Regions from separate parts of the Mus musculus genome. Here regions 2, 3, 4, 5, 6 and 7 are each linked to region 1. The links are chromatin contacts, called in public ChIA-PET, Hi-C, HiChIP or PLAC-seq, Micro-C and promoter capture Hi-C maps. All regions are on one chromosome and are shown on one strand. The core of a region is the stretch at or near the end of the contact, and the rest is flanking DNA. Distances in the headings are between cores, read along the strand shown.

Region 1 (3,110 bases), core at 279-2,778:
CCCTGGAGCTAAACTGGCAGCAAGCTACAGCAATTCTCCGGTTGCAGTCTACATCAGCACTGGAGTTTACAGGTGCATGCGGTCACGCCAGGCTTTTTACTCAAGTGGATGGAGATTCACAGTCAGGTTTTTTTTTTGTGGGGGGGCGGGGTTTCGAGACAGGGTTTCTCTGTATAGCCCTGGCTGTCCTGGAACTCACTCTGTAGACCAGGCTGGCCTGGAACTCAGAAATCCGCCTGACTGCCTCCCGAGTGCTGGGATTAAAGGCATGCGCCACCACTGCCGGGCCACAGTCAGGATTTTAAACTTGCATTTGAGCCGTCTCTCCAGCCCCTAGGACAGGCTTTACAATTTACAGTTCTGGAAGCAGGGAAGTCCAACATTGAGAGCACGCGGGGATAAGGGCCGTCTCCCTACGCTGGAAGCGCAAAAGATGCAGAGAAGATCTAGAGTCAGGCATCAAACTCACAGCCTGGAGGCCTATCAGTCGGCTTTAATGCTTTGAGGGTGGAGTCCTAGTGCCCGAAACACCTCCCACTACCGGCCCCACCTCCCAGCACTACTACATTGGCCATCAAGTTCGTATCAAGTGCACTTTTGCACATGTCCGTTCAAAAACGCATGGGTAGACTAACAATAAACTTTGGTTTATAGGATTTGAGAAACATGATCTCCAGATATGTTTGGAAGCAGATCCCTTGACCTTCTTCACTGAGGTAGTGTTGGGACAGGAGTGACAGGTGAGAGGTTTATGAATAACAGGTATTAGTTTCTTGGAAATGAACCCTTTGCCCGCTTGCCTGGCTTTCAGTCGTTGATCCAGTGACCCTACCTACTCTAGTCTCCAAACTCCGAAGGGTCCCTGCTTTCTGTTAGCGTCACTCTTGAGTCAGATCCACGTTATTCTGTGAGGAGAAGAGCCAAGGAGGGAAACAGGCAGTTTCTCCAGTCATTCTAAGGGATGCTTTTCTACAGAGAAATCTCCAGCGACACGAGTCAAGTCACCCTGAAGTTGTGTTTTGACTAGAGCCAAGATGATCTATTGATGGAGCCCAGCGTGTGGCGAATGGGGTGTGCTCGGGACCTAACGCTCAGAACGGCGGGAGGGAGGATTGGAGATAAGGGACTCCGGCGCGGGGTAGCAGCGCCATTGCGGAGCGTGGCCGCCGGGACCCGAGGGGGCGGGGCTCCGGAGGTGGCCACGCGGCGGGAGGCCTAGATTTTTCAACCTCTTAACGGTGGTAGAAGAAGAGGGAGGAGCTTCGGCCACGCAAGGCCCGCTGCCCCGCAGCCTCGCCACTACCAGGGGCTCCCACCAACAGACCCCTTTGTGTGCATGCCCCCGCCCCGGAGGCGCCGCAGCCAGTGGCGCTGAGACCCCTCATTGGCTCAGCCCGACGGCCACACCGATTGGTCCTCGGAGTCCCCGACGTGAGGGCCGCTTTCCCCTCTCTCTTATTGGCCCGTCAAGCTGCCCGTCATACGGTCTCGTGGGCCGATTGGTCGGCCGCACGGAGTCCCTGGAAGCAGTTCCGGGAAACCCCGCGTGCTGCCGGGATCGCGTCTCGGTCCATGCGAGGGGGGGAGGGGGTGGCGCGCGCGCCATTTCTTGTCGTTTTCAAAGCGCCTCGCGCTGCTTCTCACGGGCCAGGCCGCCAGCCCCCAGCTCTGCCCTGGTGAGTCTCGCGCTGGCCCGTGGGGGGGAGGGGCCGGGAGTCCCGGTCTGACCGGACTCGGCCGGGTCCAGGCTCGGCGCCCTGGCCTGCAGTTTGGGTCTTTGCTCCGAGGCCCCAGGGTGGGGGTGGGGATGGGCCGGGGGCGGCTTCTGCTCCGGCCCGCCGCGCAGCCGCGGGCCTGAGTCCCGCCGCGGCGCCTCCTCTCTCTGTCGCTCATCCTTCTCAGCCCCTCCGGTGCCCCGGTCCCTCGGTCCGCTGTCCTCCGTGCGGCCTGCCGGTCTCGCGGTGCTTTTTCCCGCCTCCGCCCGCCGCTGTCCGCGGCCCCGGTCCGGGCGAAGGGTTTCAGGCGTTTCCCCCTGACCCCGGTGCTTGCCCCCGAGGCCTGCGGTCAGGCCTGGCCCGCCTCTCGCCCGGCGGCCTGTGGGATGTGTTGATAACCGGGTCGCGCCCGAGGGGGTGGGGTGAGCCGAGGGCGGGGTGCAAGTCCCAGGGTTACCTGAGCCGGGAGCAAACTTTTACGGGAGTCGGAGCCGAGGGGCCGAGGTATGGGGGGTGCCTCCCGCCCGATCCCCAACCTGCATGCTTCGAGCCGGGATTTGAAGGAAAAAATGACTACTAAGAGGCCGTGACACTTGGTTTCGAGCGGCGCCTGAGCTAGGTAATTCTGAGAATGTCATAGGCGCTCCAGTTTGGAAAAGCGCTTCTTTTTCTTACACGGTAGTAGCCATGTGGCCAGAATTTTAAGACGAAAGCCCAGGGGTTCTTGAAAGGTTCAGTCCTTTCTCGTTACCTGTTTGGGATTTTTCCCCCCCTTGCCCTTTAAAAGCAGAATGTGTCAGGAGTCAGTCGTAGTGATTAAAGGCTTGATACTCCCGAGCTGTGAGATAACCGTTAGCTTTCCTTGGTTCTTTTAAAAGCCCGTCTCTCAACATTTTGCTTAGAGATGTTCGCCACAAGTCAGGGAGAAGCTAGTACTGACTTCCCGAGTCTCCCAGCGGTCCTTATAAATCTTATTTAAATGACTTTATTTTGTAATTTTCTTTTTTTTGCAAAAATGTTTGTGTCAAAGGGTTCCAGTCACGTTAGAATATTTGCTGCATCCAGAAATATGGTTTGGCTGTGTGGCATTGTTGTTGAATCCCCCCTCTTGATCCGAAGGATTTATTTCCTAGAGTCTATTTTACCTTTTTTTTTTTTTTAGGTTAAAGTTGACAAAATCTGAACATTTTAAAAGTTTTGATATCAATGGTAGTCATAAATGTCTTGTGCTTAATACATAACTTGTCATTTTGCTTCACGCATACTTTTCAAAAACACTCCACCTTAACAGATGTTCATCGAACTTCTCAGTTAATTTCCTCTCCTGTAACATAGTATTCATAGGTGCAGTGCTATGAAGGTCTTGTTACAGAACTTTTGAGTTGTGATCTTCGT
Region 2 (3,110 bases), core at 279-2,778, 450 kb before region 1:
TCGCTTTCGAACAAAAAGATTTGCAGCAACTTATTCCCCCACCCAGATGACCAAATTATAATTTAAATCAATTATACCATCTTGCAATAAAGCAAAGATTCAAACAAAATACTGAAGACGCATTCCCAGCGGGCAGTACTTTCCTGAAGGCCTTCGGTACAGCCTCCTTCACACCACTCCTTTGGCAGAGCTGCTGTTTGGTAAATTGCACAACGTGCCCAAAAGCCTGGTGGTCAAGGGGTGTTGGACTTCTTGCTTTTCTTCTTGGTCATACTCTCATTCTCTCCGCAGTCCTCATGTTTACCAGAGACTGTGTGATGTATGTGAGGGAAGTGATGTGTGCATCTTCTCACTCATAAGTTTGAACTCCGTAGATATTAACGCATATAAGCCATATTTAAAAACAGGGCGCTGGGCAGTGGTGGCGCACGCCTTTGATCCCAGCACTTGGGAGGCACAGGCAGGTGGATTTCTGAGTTCGAGGCCAGCCTGGTCTACAAAGTGAGTTCCAGGACAGCCAGGGCTGTACAGAGAAACCCTGTCTCGAAAAGCAAGCAAACAAACAAACAAACAAAAAACCACACACACAAAAACAATAATAAAAATCTAAGTGTATTGCCCACTTGTGTATGGGTGCCCTAGGAGGCCAAAGAGGGAACTAGTAACAAAGCACTGAGCCCGCTCCCTCAACGTGGGGAATAGAGGGGAGGAGGCGCTAGAGAGAGGGAGGGGAGGGAGAAGAGAGGAGAAAAAAGGAGAGGGAGAAAAGCAAACCAGCTAGCCAAGGTTTTTTTGTAGCTGGGGAGTCCCATGATGAGGACTGAAAGTTGGAGGGGGACTGGAGCAAGAGGGGGACGATGGGCCGGGGTGAGTGGGCAGTGTCTGTCTTAGGGTGCAGGCAGGTCTGTGGGAAGAAACTTGGCTAGCAAATCCAAGGACCTAGATTGGATCCCCAGAAAACAACAAAGAGACAAACACCACCTCTTCAAGGCTGGAAAAGGGGTTCAGGCACCTTGCATGTGAGCAACAGAGACAAGGACAGCAGGGCCCGGGTCTCACGGGGAGGGAATTGCGTGCCTAGGTGACGCGGATGTGCAGCAAAGGCAGAGAGTTGCACGCACGGCACGCCGAAAGCTCTGCCCCTCCCCCAAACCCCACAAAGAATCTCTAAGTTCCTCTCTCTGGCCAGAGATCTGATAAGAAGCCCAGGCGCAACTCCGAACAGCGGATTCCGGAGCAGCCTCTAGCTGGCTCCGAGGCTCCCGAGCCCGGTCATGGTAGTTTAACCCGAGCGCTCGCCGAGAGGAGGAGGGATGGCGGGCTCGGCCGGGCGGGAAAGGGCGGGAAAGCGCAGCGCTAAAGAAAGAAAGAGGGGGAGGGGAGGAGCCCGCGCCTGGAGCCAATGAACGGCAGCGAGGCCGCGGTGCGCGCGTCAGGCCGGCGGCGCGCGCACGCCCAGAGATCTCGCGGGAAAAAGCCGTTGTCCCCCTCCGCCGGTGCTGCGGGGCGGGAGGTGGGAGGGGGCCTGGAGGCGGGAGCCAAGTCTCGCGAGAAGAGGCAGTTGCCGTAGCGGAGCCCTCTGGGTCTGTGCGAGTGTGGTGTGAGTGGATGTGAGCCGCCGCCGGAGCTGCGGACGGTTTGCCCGAGCCCGTTAGCGCCGCCGGCCCAGAGTCCCGCCGCCACCATGTCCCGATACCTGCGCCCCCCTAACACGTCTCTGTTCGTCAGGAACGTGGCGGACGACACCAGGTGAGCGCACCGGAGCAGCTACTGCGCGGGGGAGGGAGGCCGCGGGCGCCCGGCGAGCGGCGGCCGTGGCGCGGGGGAGGGGCGGGGCGAAGATGGCGGGGCCCGCGCCGGCTCTAGGCCGCGCCGCCGGCCTGCAGGAGCAAGGGCGGACACCGGGCCGAGCGCTGGCGAGCGAGCAGGCGTGAGGGCCGCGTGGCGGGCATTCGGGGGCCCCGTCCTCCCCCGCGTGCTCGGCGGCTGGGCCGAGCCGGCGGGCCGGACGTGTGTGTCCCTCATGGATCCGACGTCCACGTTCCATGAGGTGCACGCCCCCCTCGGCCTGAAAGGGATTTTTGTTGTTGAAAACGGGAAAAGGGTTGCCAGGCGGGGCGGCCCAGGCCAGCACTCGGGGAAGCCGAGGCGGGAGGATCGGCGCGAGTCGGAGGTCAGCTCGGGCTACGAAGTCAGAAGATGGAAAAGATGCGAGTGGGATAACGGGATAGCGGAGGGGAGGGTTTGCAGCTCCATCTCCCCCATCTGTGTGGATGGTGATGAGTGGATTCGAGATTGCTGTGGGGGAGAGGAGTCGTGGAGATTGGGGCGAGTGTAACAATTTTTCGGTTAAATGGAGTGATCCACGTGTTTTCGCGGAAATCTCTTTGAAAACGAGGTGCTGGAGAGACCGCTCCCGTTAGGGACCTTCGTGATTAACTTGGGTGAACGGAGGCGGTACTTTTAATAAAAGTCCGCCTTGTCTCCGGGCGTAGCCCCAGCACTCAGAAGACGGGTCTGGGAGTTCGAGTCTCGCCTGGTAAAGGGCTTTGTTTTCACAGCTTGTCCTTTGCTTTGAATTGCCTTCGGAATTTTTCAGAAGAGATTTTTATCACAGGATTACTCTTCGTGTTCGTACAAAATAAACTCCGAAGAAAAACTGAGGTTTTGGGTTTTTCTTGTTTTGTGGAGTTTTGTATCCTCTTTGTCATTACGCATAAAACAAAAGTGGTTAATTAACGACTTAAAAATTTTTCCATTTTGTCGTTTTAATACTTAAGTATGAAGTATGTAGATACTGTGATGGTTTTATTTCAGATTTTTAATGGCTGACCCTGTTGAACAATTTTAGCGTAAGCGGGGATGTGATGGGAATGCTTAATGCTGGAAATTGGGTTCCAAACCAACTTGACTAGAATGAGACCTGCCTTAAAACAAATATACAATACTTTTCAGAATGCTAGAATATTTGATGATTGTTTTTGCCATTTATTCGTTTTTTTTTAAAGACAGTTTCTTTGTAGCCTTGGCTGACCTGGAACTTGCTCTGTAGACAGGTTAGCAAAAATCCTCCTGCCTTTGCCTCCCAGAGTGCTGAGAATAAAGGTGTT
Region 3 (3,110 bases), core at 326-2,825, 390 kb before region 1:
GTTTCCTTATTACTCCTCAAAGGAGGAAGTGCTTGGTTCTGTCAACATAAGCCGATCTCTCCAAGGTGCCTGACAGAGGAGGAGGGAATACAGTTTCCACAGCTGTGAATTCCTGCACCAGCTTTGGTCCACACTTATGTGGTCTTGATCAACCCCCGCCCTTTACCTTGCTTTGGTTTCCTTCTCGGTAAATTGGGAATGGTGGGGAAAACAATGCTCTCCAGGGCCATTAAAACCTCTCATTGCTCTAACATGCTGTGGTTATCTCTGCAACCATGGAGACCTTTGTGCCATATGGACCATGTGACTTCTGGCTCCCATACTTCCTGAAGTTATGGGCACACACCATATACCATTGGGCGTGTGCTGACTGTAGAGGAATTGGGTGACTGGCCATATGAGTTTTAGAGATTTTCCCAGGGCAAGAGGGTTCTCTTGGCTCTCAATTTTTCTGGTCCCTCATGCCTCAGTGGTCCCCTGTGTGTGGGTCAGGCATGCTTGTTTAGCGGTGCCAGACTGAAGCTCCGGCCTTCCGGTGTACCAAGCAAGTGTTGTACTCCTGAGTCAGGTTTTCTTCAGTTAGATGCTAACTAAGCTCTCTGAGAGACCCTCAAAGTTTTTGAGGTGTAGCTCAGTCAGTAGAGTGCTGCATCTGCAAGAGCAAATCTCTGGGTTCAAAGGTCAGTACTACCTAAAACCAGGAATGGCAGTGCCATCCCCTACCTGTAATCCCAGCACTCCTGAGGTACAAGCAGGAAGATCAGGAATGCAAAGTTACTGTAGCTGTAAGTTCGAAGCCAGCCTGAGCTAGTTGAGACCCCCTTACCTCAAAATAAATTTAAGTTACAATTCTAAATTAAATTAAAATGTCTAGGGCTGGAGAGATGGCTTAGTGGTTAAGAGCACAGACTGCTTTTCCAGAGGTCCTGAGTTCAATTCCCAGCAACCACATGGTGGCTCACAACCATCTGTAATGGAATCTGATGCCCTCTTCTGGTATGTTTGAAGAGAGCGATGGTGTACTCATATACATAAAATAAGTAAATAAATCTTTTTTTAAAAAAATGTTTAAGTTCCTCGGAGTTCTTGTTAAGTTCAACGGACAAAAGATAGACTAAAATAACCACGTCTGCCCTTAATCTTTCAGCAGCCATTTCTCTCCCTCCGCATAAAGCTCCTTCTAACCTTGTTATTTCTCAATCTCTTCGGCAACTCTCCAATCTGCTAAACTCCACCTGCTGGCTGGAGGTATAGCACAGAGAACCCGCGGCTCCTAAATAGTCACTAAATAAAACGACCTGGCTTCAGCCTTCCCCTGAAGATTGGTGCAACAACGTGGACTTCTCCCAGTTTTCCCCACACCTTGGGTCTTTCTCACTTGCGGGGAATCCGGCAATTAAATCCTTAGGCGAGTCTACGGAATTTAAATTCAATAGAGCAGAACCAGCAACGCCGCCTTAAGTCTTTCTCCCTTCCAATGCCAGAGGGCGCTCCAGAGCCGCAAGCCTGACCCCACCCCCTCTCCTTCCAAGCCAATCGTTACTCTGAGAGGCGGGGCTACTCGCCGGCGCTTGCGTGTTAAGAGGGGGGCGGTGCGGGCCCGGAAGCAAGGATGTAGGAGCTGAACTTGAGTGGTGGGCTGTGGACTCTGGGATGCTGCTGCTGCTGCTGCTGCTGCTAGTGGCTGCGGCCCAGGCAGTGGCCCTGGCTCCGCGCCGCTTCACTCCGGACTGGCAGAGCTTGGACTCGCGGCCACTGCCGAGCTGGTTCGATGAGGCCAAGTTCGGGGTGTTCGTGCACTGGGGGGTGTTCTCGGTGCCCGCCTGGGGCAGTGAATGGTTCTGGTGGCACTGGCAGGGCGATCGGATGCCGGCCTACCAGCGCTTCATGACAGAAAACTACCCGCCCGGCTTCAGCTACGCCGACTTCGCACCGCAGTTCACAGCGCGCTTCTTCCACCCGGATCAGTGGGCCGAACTCTTTCAGGCTGCCGGGGCCAAGTGAGTGCGGGACGGGCGCGAGGCGGGAGCAGGCAGGCCATAGCCGGCGCTGCCTGACCTCGGAAGGTCCAGGACCCTACGTTCTGCATCTCGGAGGAAGGACGCTAAAGACGAGAATCCAGCTGAGGATCAGTTAAAAAAATAAATAAATAAAATAAAATAAAATAAAATTAAGGCGGGAAAGCACTGGGTGGTACACCTGTGCGGAGAGAGACTAGAATCAGGCTACATCGGTGTCTCGTTTGAAAGGTCCAGAACACAGCCCAGATTCCCGTCGGTGGCCCTGAGTTGTAGATCTGACCAGTCCCCTTAGGCTACGGGTAGCGTCCGTCCGTGGAAGCTTATAAAAAAGCGCCGCCTGACTTCCTTGTAGCCCTGTGCCTCTAAAGGAAGAAGGAAGGATGGAAGTTTGGGGTTGCTCTTTGTTGGGGTCTCCCTCACTTCTCACTTGCTTATAGTAGAACTCAGAGGAGGAAGGGGGTTGTTTGGGCAAAGCCCTGCAGAGGAAGTGCGTTTTGAGAGCCCTCTAAGCCAGAGAAAATATTGGCTGACTTTGGACGCGGGATTTGGCCACTGTGAGGGCAGCCTCCCGCTCCTGGCTTAGTGTAGTCCTCCGCTCTCTTCATTGATTTTCTGCCAAACTCCGACTTTTTATTCCCTCGGGACGTTAGGTTTTCTCCCCCGAAGGGAAAGGCTGTGTATAGCTGGCACTTAGTATTTTCGCCAAGTAAAAGGCCTGAGGGAACAGAAATCTGTCATCTTGCCATCTTGAGAGCCGTAATTTACAAAGTTGAACTCCAGCCTTTTTCCAGACTTCCTGTTTAATGGACGAGGTAACTAGCCCAGAGAGAGGAAGGAGAGGAAGGAGCCTGGTGTCCTAGACTGCAGGTCTATGATCTGGAAGTGAAAGCTCCAGAAAGCTCATGGGACAGGTGTGCCCAGGCTCTGCAAGCCATACCCAGAGGGCGTGGTTATTTGCTTGTTGAGTGGGAAGGGATTTTATATTTCAGAAGGACTTTTTGAAAGGGGAAAGAGATGTATTGCAGGAAGGACTGATGAAGTTCAGGGGCCCCTACACCAGCTAGTGGTAAAATCTCATGTAACATGCTA
Region 4 (3,110 bases), core at 446-2,945, 360 kb before region 1:
CGCATACTTTTAACCCTAGCATTTGGGAGGCAGAGGCAGGTGGATCTCTGAGTTTGAAACCAGCCTGATCTACAGAGTGAATTCCAAGACAGCTAGAGATACATAGAGAAACCCTGTCTCGGAAAAACAAAAACAAAACAAAAACCAAAAAACAGGGCTGGTGAGATGGCTCAGCAAGTAAGAGTCTGAAGGTCCGGAGTTCAAATCCCAGCAACCACACAGTGACTCACAACCACCCGTAATGAGATCTGACGGCCTCTTCTGGGCAGGAGTGAGTGGGGTGGGCCGGAGAAAGCAGAGGTCCTAAATTCAATTCCCAACAACCACATGAAGGCTCACAACCATCTGTACAGCTACACTGTACTCATATACATAAAATAAGTAAATATTAAAAAAAAAACAAAGTAGAGGTGGAGACAGGTTTGTTTTTGCTTGATGGGAGCAGAAAGCCTTGTGGTTACAAAAGCAGGCCAGAGCAGGTTAGCAAAAATTCCTGTAAGTGCCTGAGGGTCAAGCTGACCTCAATGTCAGCCCAAGGTCAGGTCAGGATTTAGCAAAGATGTTTTTCTTGCTTCACTCTTATGGCCTCACAGGTGTTCTACATAGACTTACATGTAGGCAAAACAGCCATGCACATGAAGTAAATACACTAGTAATAATTTAAAACTTTGGTGGCCATCGTGGCACATATCTTTAACTCCAGCACTTAGTAGGCAGAAGTAGAGGCAGGCAGATCTCTGAGTTTAGGTCAGCCTGGTCTACATGGAGTATATGAGTACACTATAGCTGTACATATGGTTGTGAGCCTTCATGTGGTTGTTGGAAATTTAATTTTAGGACATCTGCTCGCTCTAGTCGGCCACCACTCACTCAGGCCCAAAGATTTATTTAATAAGTACATGGTCGCTGTCTTCAGACATACCAGAAGAGGGCCAGATCTCACTACAGGTGGTTGTGAGCCACCATTTGAACTCGGGACCTTCGGGAAAGCAGTCAGTGCTCTTACCCGCTGAGCCATCTCACCAGCTCCACAGTGAACCTTTATATTCTACTTTGTGACCTTAACCTTTGGGGCGGGATCTGCGCCATTCTGCATGATGCACACGCATGTTTAGTCATTTGAAGACTTCCCCACTGAGGCTGAGGACGGGAAGACAAGAAGGAAGTAAGACAGTGTATACACAGGGACACAATGATTTCCTAATGGCTAGCTTCAGGGTTTCACAAGTCACCCGAGCACCAGTAGTAGCCCCTAGAAGCCCACAGTTATAGCAGTCCTTCGCTAACCTAGGCCTTCTTGCCTTCCCTGTTCCTTTAAGACTAAAGGAGCCATCGGCTTGGCCCACCAGCTTCCCAGTCATCTTCAACCCCAACACGCCCTGGGAACACAACGCCTTTCAGAAGGCAGATAAATGGCCCTGGATTGGAACCGGGCGTGATTTAAGACGTGGGGGAAGCAGGTGGAGGTGAAAAAAATCTCGGGATCTACACATGGGCTGTCAAATGTCATGGCTCTTCATGGGACACGTGTTCAGAAAATCATGGAGTGGGCATGATTGGAGGGTAGAGCTACTTAGAGGGGAGTAGGAAAAGAAAACAGACAGGCTGAGGGGAGGAACCAAACTGGGAGCCTCACAAGAGGAGCGATGCACCGCCTCCGGCCCTAACCACGCCCACAGAGGGATCGGCGGTCACGTGGTGCCCAGTGGGTTGGCCTCCGGAGTGAAGATGGCGTCAGTGAGGAAGGCTTTCCCGCGGAGGCTGGTGGGCTTGACGTCCCTCCGGGCTGTAAGTGCTCCCCAGGCGGGTGACAGTCATGGGATCGGGCGGGCCTCCTCAGCTGCTGTGACAGGCGGAGGAGCGGGACCGCTCGAGGGACTGTTGCCGGGAGGATTTGAGAGTTCCGGACCCAGCCGGTCTGGCTCAGATCCATTGCAAGAAACGGGGAAACTGAGGCGGCGGGAAGAGAATCGACCCGCTGTGACTGTGGAGACCGGGGACACCATCCTGGGCGTCCTACCTCCCTTACGGTGACCCTGACTCCTTCCCCTATTTGAGCTTCGGATCTCTCCGGCCCTTCATTAGTGGAAAACAGTGTTCAGTGTGGGAAACACAAGCATCCCTGTCTGCCGCCTTACTCGGCCCTTGTTGCTTTTATGGACGCCTGGGGAGAACTTGGATCGCGTGGGCCGGACAGGGATTCCCTCAGAACTGTCCTTTGGGCATGTTTGGTCCTGGCATTCTGACCACGCGCAGTTATTTGAAGGAAGGGGGGGGGGGCAAAAAGAGCTGTGCTGGCTAAACCGCAAACTGGTGTCCGGGTGATCTGCCACTTTCTAGGCTGAGTGACAGAGGTGTGTACTCAGCTTGCTTATACGTAAAATGCAGAGTCTCAGGATGATTTAGTGAGTGACCAGTCAGTCGGTGGTGGTGCTTTGTGAGAGTTGGACTTAGGAGCGATCAGCGCCAGCGTCACTGCTACACCCTCAGCTCTGTGATGGCGCTGTTACGATTTTATGTTGGGGAGTTTAGGCATTGTATTAGCACTTGGAAAAACTACTTTCCTTGCAGCTCGTGGGTGCCTCTCAGAAAGCCCAGAAAGCCACTTCTGGCCGGGCATGGTGGCTCACGCCTTTAATCCCAGCACTCGGGAGGCAGAGGCAGGCGGATTTCTGAGTTCGAGGGGAGCCTGGTCTACAAAGCGAGTTCCAGGACAGCCAGGACTACACAGAGAAACCCTGTGTCGAAAGAAACAAAAACAAAAAAAAAACAAAAAAAAAAAAAAACAAAAACAAAAAAAATGGGAAAGAAAAAGAAAGCCACTTCTGCATCTTTAGTCTACCCACTTCCAATGATTGCTCAGGGATCAAATGAAAAGGCAAATATCAACGTGAAAAGTTAAGGAAATAAACCCGAGGGGGAGAGGGGGAGAGAATGAGAATTAAGTAACATGGTGGGTCATAATATCTATCTATCTATCTATCTATCTATCTAAGACAAAGTTTCTTTCTATATAACTTTGGTATTCACTACATAGACCAGGCTAGCTTCAAACTCAGAGCCTGCTATGACTCTGGGCTTACAGGCATGGACCACCATGCCCAGCTAGG
Region 5 (3,110 bases), core at 360-2,859, 350 kb before region 1:
ACCTCCAGAAACTTCTAGAAGCTGGGGACTTCATCTGTCAAGCCCTTAACAGAAAAACTAGTTCCAAAGTGGCACAGGCCACCTGCAAGCTCTGAGACCCTCGTTCGCCTGAACCAGAACGGAGGGAATTGGGTGTATACAATGATTCCTGGATGAAGAGATGGAATGAGAGCAAATGAGCCGGCATCACAGAGGTCCCTGTCCCTGATGATAAGGGCTAGAGCTGCCTGGCCTGGGCCAGCTCCCCAGAGCTGTGCCTAAGCACTTGCTTGGGATGGCCCTGGGTGAGTCTGCCTGCCAACAGAGCTGATGTCCACCGCCGCAGGGCCTTTGTTCTACCTCTGAGGACAGAGAGCAGTTTCCCCTTATGCCAGCAGAGCATTTGCTGGAATGGTGGGGGTTGATCTGCATCTGTGGTCATCTGCCAACGAAATCTCCACTCTGTGTGTGATTTTTTTGAAAACAGCTTATGTAATTAAAGGTTTAATTTTCTAATATAACATTCAAACGTGTGTTTATGGGTGGAGGAGTAAAATTGCTCTGAGGGAAGAGGGAAGGTTTTGTGGCTGGTTCATCTTTGGATCTCTTCCATCGCCACACCCAAGCCCCCAGACCACTGACTGGAAATCATTGCTGTGGGGAACACCCTAGGACTCGCTTCTGAGAACGTGCCTGTTTCCAGAGCAGGAAGATAGATCAGGAAGATAGATCTCTTACTGGTCTGGAACTAGCTAAGGAGACTAGGCTGGCTGGCCAGTGAACCCCAGGGATCCATCTGTATCTGCTTCCAGTGAGATAACAAACTTCCACAATGGTCAACTTGACAGTATTATTATTATTATTATTATTATTATTTATTCACGCGCTAGCTATCTTCAGCTTCCCTTTTCATAAACTCACTGAAATTCTGCTGGGCCTGAAGACCTGTACTACCAGGAAAGATTTAGCTTCATTTATGTATTTGTGAGAGAATGCCAGCTATGTATGGTATGTGCAACGGAGGTCAGAAGCGGGCATGGCATCCTATGTAATGAGAGGCGGTAGGTATGTGGGTGCCAGAAACAGGACTCGGGGCCTCTGCAGGAGCAGCCTCCCGAATGCTGGGATTAAAGGCGTGTGCCACCACCGCCCGGTCCCGCTTTGTATCTTAAACCGAGACAAAAGTGTCTTGAGTCCCTATACGGGGGCAGGTGCGCAAACACAGCTTTGGGGGAGGGAGGCAGCGGCTCAGCGATGGGCACAGCAATTGCTACTGTGAATGTCAAGGTTCCTTCGCCATCGCGGGTTTCTTCCCACGTGAACTTGGACGCAGCCCGGGCCAGCCATGTCCTCCAACTGGAGCTGCCCGACCAAGGGTTTGACACAAACAGTGGCTCTGAGTGGAGGGACTAGAAAGGGCCCAGTCCCGACCTTGTTTCTCCTCAACAGCCCGCCGGTAACCGGATGGCGTCCGCACCCCTCATTTCCGCCCTCGATGGAAGCGCACTGCGCAGGCGTTTAAAGCCTGTGCAGACCATTTGTCCCTCCAGGGTTGCCGTCCAGGCAGTAACCCAGTACACACGTTTCCTGGAGGGCGTGGAGGGGCGGGGTCGGGCTGGGCTGTCAGGTCTTAAAGGGGCCGCGGCGCTGGTCGCGGGAGGCGGTGCCTGGAGTCAGCGCTGGAGCTTCCGCAGGTTCGGCCGGTAGAATGAAGGGCTTAGTGAGCTCGGAAGGGCCAATGCTTGGTGGGGAGCGAGGAGGTTCCAAGAGGGTCGGTTCGTGTTCGGAACAGGGCCAGGCTCACCCCTTCTGCTCGCGTTTTCCGCAACCGTAGCGGGGGCCACCCGAGCCCATTCATTCGGGGCTCGGCTCCCCGCTCCTGCTCCCAGCCCAGACCCGAAGTCCAGAGCTAAGCTCCGCCTCGCCCAGGCTGCTGAGACCCAGCATCCGCTCTCCTGCCTTGTACAGACAGGGAAAACTGAGGAGGGGACCGCTGACCAAGGTCATCCCCTAGTCCGGAGCGGAGCGACCTCAGAGCAGCCTTTCTGCCACCAGAGTCCCCTCAGCGACCGCCTCCCCGCGTCTTCGCGCAATGCGGGAGCTGCAGGGAGTCGCGGGGCATAGTCTCGGGGATCCCCCTTAGTCAGTTCTTATTGCTGTGTGACCCCAGGCCGACTGCCTCTGGGCTCAGACCCTAGTACCCAGGGCTGGTAGAAACACCTGCCACATCCAGATGTTGGGAAAATAACGCACAAGTGCGGGGTAGTGATTCTGGGTCGCACTGGACGCCCCGTCCAGTGGGCTGCAGCAGAATAACCCCAGCAGAAACTTGAGGCAGCTCGGAGAAAGACGGCAGCGAGCCAGGTCGTGAAAATGAAAGGCCTCACTGTGTGGACTGCCTCTCTGTCCGCCCAGCAGTTTGCTCAGGGTGGGGATGCACACCTGGCAGCGGAGAGCGAGCCAAATCCACGTCGACACCGGCTCACTTGGTGCTGCCCTCCTTGGGCGGGATCTGTGGCTCCAAGTCAGCTGGGCCAAAGCTGAGCTATTGGCTGCCCCAGGGTGGGGTGAAGCCCTACCCACTCCAGGGCTGTTGGCACTGCAGCCTCTGAGCTGGGCACAGCCTTCCTGGCTAAGGACCCCACCCTTGAGGCCATTTGGCGTTCTTACTGCTTCCTCCCAACTGACCTTCCAGGGGAAGGGTTGTTGGAGCACTAGATGTTAGTCATCAAACCCAGGAACCTTTTGCTCCGGGGAAAAGGTGTCAGTTTACAGGGACAGGTCCCTTTTTCTGTATCCTAGCCTCCCATTCTTAAGCGATGTTCTTCTGCCCGAGACTGTCCATACTCCAGACATGGAGGCAGGAAGGGTGGGTCTTCAAAAGGCCCATCTTCCCACCCTCTGTCAACAGGAACTAGACAGCATGGTGTGTCTGATGTCCTACATATGCAGGTGGCAGACCTTTAAACTGCTTCATTGGGCCCTCCTAATACATGGGGTGTGTACAATAATTAGTTCTAGAGGTGAAAACTGTGCCCTAGAGAGAGTTCAAAACGTCAGCCCCTACAGCCAGAAACTGGTAGTTAGCTAGTTAGACCCAGGGCTGATTCTGGAACCTCTCCTTAAACTAG
Region 6 (3,110 bases), core at 220-2,719, 320 kb before region 1:
TTTCAATGTAACTAAGAACAAGGCCAACCTGTTGTTGAACTCTGATCCCCCATACTTGATGCAGCAAGCCCTCTAACCCACTGAGCCATCTCCATATCCCTGGAATAAAATATACCAGCAAAAGCTAGGTGGGAGTCTCCCGAGGGCCGAAGCCCTCACTACTCACAGTCTCATCTCCGAGGGGTGCGAGTCATCATCCTCGCCCATTATGATGACGCCTTTCAGCTTGACATTGCCCGTAAACCTGCCAGAATTCCAAAGAGAAGGTTGTCTACCTGGGATTGAACCCTGAGGACCAGCAGCCATGTGACTCTGACAAGACCCTTCCCTTTTAGCTCAGCTGACTCATCTGCCACCTGTAGTCCTTTCAAAGACCCTGTCATTCCATACCTCCAAGAAATGTAATCACCTCAATTATAATTCGACAAATGCATGTGTAGTCACACACACACACACACACAAGCTCCTATACTTACTTTCTCAAACCCACCAAAGAAAATCTACCCCATTTCTAGACACAGGTGTGCACTCTTGACATAGCCATCAAATGAAGTCATCCGAAGAGACAACTGGGTACAGCCCAGTTTGCCTGAGGCAAGAGCCAAGGAGATACTTACGGAATATTAAACAGGAGCTCTTCGTCCGCATCACTTTCAACAAACTGCGGTGCATGGGGAGGAAGCAACAGATATCTGCTGAGAAACTACAATTTCAGGCATCTGGCCTCCCTGTTCTACAAACTGAGTCGCGATGCAAATGGACCTGTCCCAACAACCCGCGCCCAGGTCCTCATAGCTGGGAGCTGCTCAGTCTCCATATTCTAATCACCACGGCCCCTCTTAGAGGGATTCTAATGGGGGTTTCCCAGGCTGCGAACTCAAAAGACCAGTGCTTCTGTGTACCCTTCTGGAGAACCTTCAAATGGCTCTCAAAGGGGTCTGGGTTCCAGGTTAGAAGTACGGATCGCGACCCCAGGCCAGGTGAGGCCATCGGACAGCCATCTGGACCAATGGTCAGAGGAAGAGACAGCAGTCCTCTCTGCTCTCCTCCCTCACATGCCCTCGCCGCCTCGGAAGGGAGGTAAAGCGCCCACCTTGCTCCTCTGGGCCTCAGTTTCCCTGTCTGTCTACCCTGCGAGGCCCCGGGGCTCCCGGGCCGCCCACCTTGGAGCGGTCGGTCCGCTCCTCCCACGGCTTGAAGACGCCGCGGCCGCTGCCCTCGCGGCTCTCGTTGAGGCACTGCAGTCGCTCCAGGTCGATGCGCAGGTACAGCCCGTAGGCCAGGCCGCGCTGCTCGGGCGGCTCCTCGCGCTCAGCGGCGCAGCGACAGCCGCCCCCGCCGTGGCTGTGGCCGTGCGACATGGCGACGCCGCCCGCCGGCTCGCCTGTGACTCCCTCGGCACCGCCGCTCACCCGGAGCTCACTCGGCTCCGCGACGACCGCCAAGCGCCGCCACCGAGGCGTCGTAAAAGGCGCCCCTGCGCGGCGCATGCGCGCGCGGCCCAGAGGGCGGGGCCGGGAGGGATTGACGTGGACCTGCGCCAGCAGAGCTGGACGCTGGCGGTGTCGCTCAGTGGTACCGTTCAAGCGTGGAAACTGTAGGGCTGGGGACGCGTGGCAGGGACGCGAATCCTCCCCTCCCGAGCCAAAGCGTGCGCTTTCTTCCCTAGCGGCCACCTTTCTCCGGCGTGGTGGATAAGGCGGGGCCGACAGCACAGCAAAGCTTGCCTCCTCTCTCCCCCTGACGCCCTGTTAACCTCATCTGTTTACCCCCTACTTTCTCCCGCCTCTTTTCCTTCTCTGTCTCCTTTCTCCGCCTTTCCTTCCATATTTTTAAGCTAGTTTCTCATGTGCCCCAGGCTGACCTCAGATGATCTATGTACCTTCAACTCCTGACCCTCCTGCCTCCAAATCCCAAATTCAGGGATTAAAGGCACGCACCACCAAATCTGGTGTTAGATTTAATTAGTTACATTTATTATATATCTATCATGGGTCTATCTATCTATCTATCTATTTGGTGTCTTCTGTGGCTTATCGCGCTCTTTCCCTTAATAAAGTGTCTTACTACCTAGTTTTGGCTGGAACTATCTACTGAGCCTGGAACTCACTGTGTAGATCAGACTGGCATAAAACGCAACAGAAATCCATCTGCCTCCGCCTCCGGGGCGTTGGGATTGAAGGCATGGGCCATCCTGCTCAGCAGCATCATATTTTTTTGATGCAGTCTCTCACCGGACTCGAGGCTCACCATTTAGACTAGGCTAAATGGTCAGCGAGCTTCTAGGCTCCACCCTCCAAAGCTGGGCTTGCTGCTGGGCCTGTGCTTGGCTTTTATGTGACTGCTGGAGATTTGAACTCTGTCCTTGTGTTTCCACAGCAAATGCTCTTAGCCGCTGAGTCATCTTCATAGCCCATAGCTACCTTCTTGATAGAAGGTATACTCACCACCAGACCTGGGGTGAGAATGCTGGGTCTGTCCCTGACGGTGTGACACTAGGAAAATATCACCTTTTCCTATTCTGAGTCATTTTTCTCTGTTCCGTGGGCAGGATAGTATCTGTTGAGTAGTCACACTGAATAGTAAGGGAAGAATGTGATTCAAGAACTCAACATGTGGGCTGGAGAGATGGCTCAGTGGTTAAGAGCACTGACTGCTCTTCCAGAGGTCCTGCGTTCAATTCCCAGCAACCACATGGTGGCTTACAACCACCTGTAATGGGATCCAATGCCCTCTTCTGGTGTGTCTGAAGACAGCTACAGTGTACTCATATACATAAAATAAATCTTAAGGGAAAAAAAAAAAAAAAAAAAAAAGAAGCCGGGCACAGTGGAGCACACCTTTAATCCCAGCACTCGGGAGGCAGACTGAGTTCGAGGCCAGCCTGATCTACAAAGTGAGTTCTAGGACAGCCCGGGCTATTCAGAGAAACCCTGTCTCGAAACACCCCCTCACCCCCCGCAAAAGAAGAACTCAACATGTAAGGTGGTGGCACATACCTTTAGTCCTGGCACTCAGGATGCAGAGGCAGGCCGATTTCATAGTTTGAAGCCAGCTTGGTCTATAAAATGAGTGTCAGGATAGCCAATGCTATCCAGAGAAACTGTCTT
Region 7 (3,110 bases), core at 452-2,951, 290 kb after region 1:
TAAGTCACACTACTTAACACTTGTATTTATCTTGCAGTGCTACAAACAGAAACACAAATTCTCAATTCTGCTTGGCCAGTCCTGTGCCATTCAGCCATATCCTTAGACTACTTTCTTTTTTAAAGATTTATTTATCTGAGTACACTGTAGCTGTCTTCAGACACACCAGAAGAGGGCATCAGATCCCATTACAGATGTGAGATGGTTGTGGTTGCTGGGAATTGAACTCAGGACCCCTGGAAGAGCAGTCAGCAGTCTTAACCACTGAGCCACCTCTCCAGCCCCTTAGACTACTTCTTGTATTTATTACAAACCCATATGTATTTCCAATTTCCCCATCAGATTAAGCATCTCTGGTTAAGGCTAATACTGTGCAATAAAGCCACACCAATGCTTAGCAAGGTTACTGACCCAGAGGGTTGTTTGTTTGTTTGTTTGTTTGTTTCAATATCGAATTACACCTTGTCAAAACACCAAACTCTGAAACTGCAAACCTCTTTTTACTCATTCTTAAAATGAAGCTAACAATACCAGTCCAGTGGTGTTTGGGAAAACGAAAAACGCTGGCCCTGTGCCAAATGCACCATCTGGCATACTGGGGTGTGAGACAGAGGTTATCTGTGGATAGTGTTGGATTTGATGCCAAATCTTTATCTTTATATTCGCCCCGTGTCCAACTGGTATTCTTCATTCGCTTCCACAATTTGAAAAAGTCTACCCGGGCCCCAAGAAAGCGCTGGCCTCCAGGCCTGACAACCTCAGTTCGATTCCTTAGCATGGCGGAAAGACAGGAAGGACTCAGGCGAGCTATCCTATGACCCCAACTCGCACACGCACAATAAACGATTGGTTTTTGTATATTTTATTATTTTATCTTTAAAAAAAAGAAAGAAAGAAATAAGAGTCTACGCGTACCTGGCGTACAGCAAGACCTTTCAAAAACAAAGAAAAAGTCTCTTTCTTTTCATGCAGCTTGACTCTTAGAGCATCACACCCATCTCCCCGGTGTACACAACCCAGAAGCCGTCCGCCGTCCGCACACATCAGACACACAGGTAGACAAACGCGTCGGGAAGCCATCTTTCCCAGTCAGACCATCAGGGTCACACCCTCCAGCGCCCGATACACCGGGTCCCCGCACAAAGGCCGGGCCTCCCCTCCCCCGGCCCCACTCCGGTCCCCGGGACCAGCGGTTCGATCACGGCCTCACCTTGGCCCGCTTGCGCCGGCTGGTCCGTCGGCCCTCCGGGGTCTCGGCTATTCCGGTCTCCATGGGCGTCGCGGAGCCGGGCCCGGCTGTGGGCCCCGCCTGGGGCCCAGCAGACCCCGGCGGCTCGGCTAGGCCCCCGGGCGGCGAGGCCCGCGGAGGCTCCTTCTTTCGGGGAGTGCGCTCGCCCGCCGCCCCCGTAGCCATGTCGGTGGGGCCCGTCAGGCCCGCGGGCGGCGCGGCCACCTCAGAGCCGTTCTCGGCACCGCCCGCCGCCCCGGACCCGGCCTCGGTCCCAGCAGCCGCCGCCGCCGCCGCTGCCGCTGCCGCCGCCGCCGCCTTCTTCCCAGACAACATCTCGGGCCGCCTGGCCGCCGCGGGCCGCAGGGGCCGATCGGTCTGCCGCTCCGTGGGTCCGCAGCCGCCTCGCGCCTCTCCGCCCCGCACCTCTCACGCTCCGTGCGAAGCCAAACACCCCCGCGTGCGCACGCGCCCTGCGCGCTCCCGCCGCACCAGGACAAAAAAGCAGCCGCTTGTCCCCGGCTCAAGACCAGAGAGCGACGTCCTGGAGGCTAGAGCGGCGCCGCAGCTCCGATCGCGAGGCTGACCTAGAGCGCCCCCTGCGATTGGGAGTGCGACCCAGCATATCCGCCTGACTTCGGGTTCTGAGCCCGACCGTTTTCATCAAGGACTCTCAATATTCACCCCATACACTAGTCACTTCAACTAATAACATTCACTCTCCCTGCAGGACAAGGGGTGGATTATGGAATTCCGGCTTTCAGAGGGCTTACTACCTAATTGAGACAGGGGAACACTCTGAAGTACAACTTAATTAATGATCACTTAATTATCCTGTGCTCTGTAACTCAACCTTTAGAGCACTGGCCCAGAATGTATATGGCCCCGAGTTATCCCTAGAGCTAGGGAAACTAGCTTCATAATGGCCCTGCTTGGACTGTGGGGAAATAAAGAGTGCACGAATTTCCACGGTAATAAAATAGAGAGAAATGAGGAATTTCTGGTTTGAGTCAAAGTGGACTCGCTCTTGCCTCCAAGCCGTGTTTATTTTCTTTCTTGAGGCTGCACATGCTCGCCACCATGCCTCCTCCTCCATGCCTCTCATCTCCAGGCGCATAACACTTCTTCAACCTAGGTCAGTTCTTTCTTTTCTTTTTTTCTTTTTTGGGGAGGGGGGTGGGGGATTGGTTTTTCCGAGACAGGGTTTCTCTGTATAGCCCAGCCTGTCCTGGAACTCACTTTGTAGGCCAGACTGGCCTCTAACTCAGAAATCCACCTGCCTCTGCCTCTGCCTCCCAAGTGCTGAGATTAAAGGCATGTGCCACCACTGCCCGGCTTGGTCAGTTCTTTCTAATGTTGTGAATGTGGGTGTTTTATTCATGAGATGTTGAGATGTATAGGATGTTGGGGGGCTATGAGATATTCACCAGAGAAGAATGCAGGCATGGGTTTAAGCCAATAGAAAGTATTTACTTGGGGCCTGGGGAGATGGGGGGCTGGAGAGATGGCTCAGTGGTTAAGAGAAGTGACTGCTCTTTCAGAGGTCCTGAGTTCAATTCCCAGCAACTACATGGTGGCTCACAACCATCTGTAATGGGATCTGATGCCCTCTTCCGGTGTGTCTGAAGACAGCTACAGTGTACTTAGAAATAATAAATAAAACTTTTTTAAAAGCTTCAGTTAGCCAGAAGCAGAACTACAGAAGCCAAAAAGCAAGGTCAGTCCATTTCCCAAAACTACGGACTTAAATGGATTAAGCCTTTGTTTTAGTTTTGGCAGGTGGTACTGTCTATGTGTTAAGTTTTACAGCTTAAATGGTATTTCCACCATTGAGTTAACTGTGGTAAGATCTTTCAGCCTACTAAGATTTGGGGCCCTGTTA

The links. Hi-C and Micro-C count contacts between places; a contact is called where the count stands out from the background. ChIA-PET counts read pairs in DNA pulled down with a chosen protein or histone mark. HiChIP or PLAC-seq counts read pairs in DNA pulled down with a chosen protein or histone mark. Capture Hi-C pulls out chosen DNA fragments and counts their contacts.
Region 2: a Micro-C map of embryonic stem cells shows a contact between it and region 1, with 7 times the contacts expected there. The contact joins the promoter of Srsf10 here to the promoter of Hnrnpr in region 1. A contact is called at or near these places in 1 of 39 promoter capture datasets (pre-B cells), 2 of 484 Hi-C or Micro-C datasets (CD4 T cells and embryonic stem cells), 6 of 115 datasets of contacts at active chromatin or transcription factors (the SCID.adh cell line, bone marrow-derived macrophages, embryonic stem cells and 3 more) and 1 of 9 other capture datasets (adipose tissue).
Region 3: an H3K4me3 HiChIP or PLAC-seq map of embryonic stem cells shows a contact between it and region 1, with 11 read pairs. The contact joins the promoter of Fuca1 here to the promoter of Hnrnpr in region 1. A contact is called at or near these places in 2 of 115 datasets of contacts at active chromatin or transcription factors (bone marrow-derived macrophages and embryonic stem cells) and 2 of 9 other capture datasets (liver and pancreatic islet).
Region 4: a Hi-C map of regulatory T cells shows a contact between it and region 1, with 6 times the contacts expected there. The contact joins the promoter of Hmgcl here to the promoter of Hnrnpr in region 1. A contact is called at or near these places in 1 of 15 datasets of contacts at CTCF or cohesin (the NIH/3T3 cell line), 2 of 484 Hi-C or Micro-C datasets (muscle stem cells and regulatory T cells), 5 of 115 datasets of contacts at active chromatin or transcription factors (the 230-238 cell line, bone marrow-derived macrophages, embryonic stem cells and 2 more) and 3 of 9 other capture datasets (adipose tissue, liver and pancreatic islet).
Region 5: a contact with region 1 is called in an RNA polymerase II ChIA-PET map of memory CD8 T cells, with 62 read pairs. The contact joins the promoter of Gale here to the promoter of Hnrnpr in region 1. A contact is called at or near these places in 3 of 39 promoter capture datasets (liver, neural stem cells and pre-B cells), 2 of 484 Hi-C or Micro-C datasets (CD4 T cells and natural killer cells), 6 of 115 datasets of contacts at active chromatin or transcription factors (cardiomyocytes, embryonic stem cells, large pre-B cells and 2 more) and 3 of 9 other capture datasets (adipose tissue, liver and pancreatic islet).
Region 6: a promoter capture Hi-C map of pancreatic islet shows a contact between it and region 1. The contact joins the promoter of Pithd1 here to the promoter of Hnrnpr in region 1. A contact is called at or near these places in 5 of 39 promoter capture datasets (the C10 cell line, erythroid cells, frontonasal cranial neural crest and 2 more), 2 of 484 Hi-C or Micro-C datasets (embryonic stem cells and nephron progenitors), 7 of 115 datasets of contacts at active chromatin or transcription factors (the 230-238 cell line, the SCID.adh cell line, embryonic stem cells and 3 more) and 2 of 9 other capture datasets (adipose tissue and pancreatic islet).
Region 7: an H3K27ac HiChIP or PLAC-seq map of epiblast stem cells shows a contact between it and region 1. The contact joins the promoter of Kdm1a here to the promoter of Hnrnpr in region 1. A contact is called at or near these places in 15 of 39 promoter capture datasets (the 3T3-L1 cell line, the C10 cell line, the HPC-7 cell line and 10 more), 9 of 484 Hi-C or Micro-C datasets (CD4 T cells, CD8 T cells, the N1E-115 cell line and 5 more), 33 of 115 datasets of contacts at active chromatin or transcription factors (the 230-238 cell line, the SCID.adh cell line, SST interneurons and 21 more) and 4 of 9 other capture datasets (adipose tissue, liver, macrophages and 1 more).

What each region holds. Positions count from the first base shown.
Region 1 is chr4:136,309,414-136,312,523 of GRCm38.p6, forward strand. Hnrnpr (heterogeneous nuclear ribonucleoprotein R) reads left to right here and starts at 1,529. Exons shown (of 11, transcript NM_001277121.1): 1 at 1,529-1,676.
Region 2 is chr4:135,854,543-135,857,652 of GRCm38.p6, forward strand. It overlaps Srsf10 (serine and arginine-rich splicing factor 10), which reads left to right and starts at 1,529. Exons shown (of 6, transcript NM_001080387.2): 1 at 1,529-1,749. The coding sequence starts at 1,685.
Region 3 is chr4:135,919,151-135,922,260 of GRCm38.p6, forward strand. It overlaps Fuca1 (fucosidase, alpha-L- 1, tissue), which reads left to right and starts at 1,576. Exons shown (of 8, transcript NM_024243.4): 1 at 1,576-2,000. The coding sequence starts at 1,654. Cnr2 (cannabinoid receptor 2 (macrophage)) reads left to right here. Exons shown (of 2, transcript NM_009924.4): 2 at 1-1,069.
Region 4 is chr4:135,944,753-135,947,862 of GRCm38.p6, forward strand. Hmgcl (3-hydroxy-3-methylglutaryl-Coenzyme A lyase) reads left to right here and starts at 1,696. Exons shown (of 9, transcript NM_008254.3): 1 at 1,696-1,788. The coding sequence starts at 1,729.
Region 5 is chr4:135,962,116-135,965,225 of GRCm38.p6, forward strand. Gale (galactose-4-epimerase, UDP) reads left to right here and starts at 1,610. Exons shown (of 11, transcript NM_001356493.1): 1 at 1,610-1,673. Hmgcl (3-hydroxy-3-methylglutaryl-Coenzyme A lyase) reads left to right here. Exons shown (of 9, transcript NM_008254.3): 9 at 1-553. The coding sequence ends at 95.
Region 6 is chr4:135,985,775-135,988,884 of GRCm38.p6, forward strand. Pithd1 (PITH (C-terminal proteasome-interacting domain of thioredoxin-like) domain containing 1) reads right to left here and starts at 1,470. Exons shown (of 6, transcript NM_025411.4): 1 at 1,164-1,470; 2 at 618-661; 3 at 167-244. The coding sequence starts at 1,361.
Region 7 is chr4:136,601,022-136,604,131 of GRCm38.p6, forward strand. It overlaps Kdm1a (lysine (K)-specific demethylase 1A), which reads right to left and starts at 1,702. Exons shown (of 20, transcript NM_001347221.1): 1 at 1,211-1,702. The coding sequence starts at 1,564.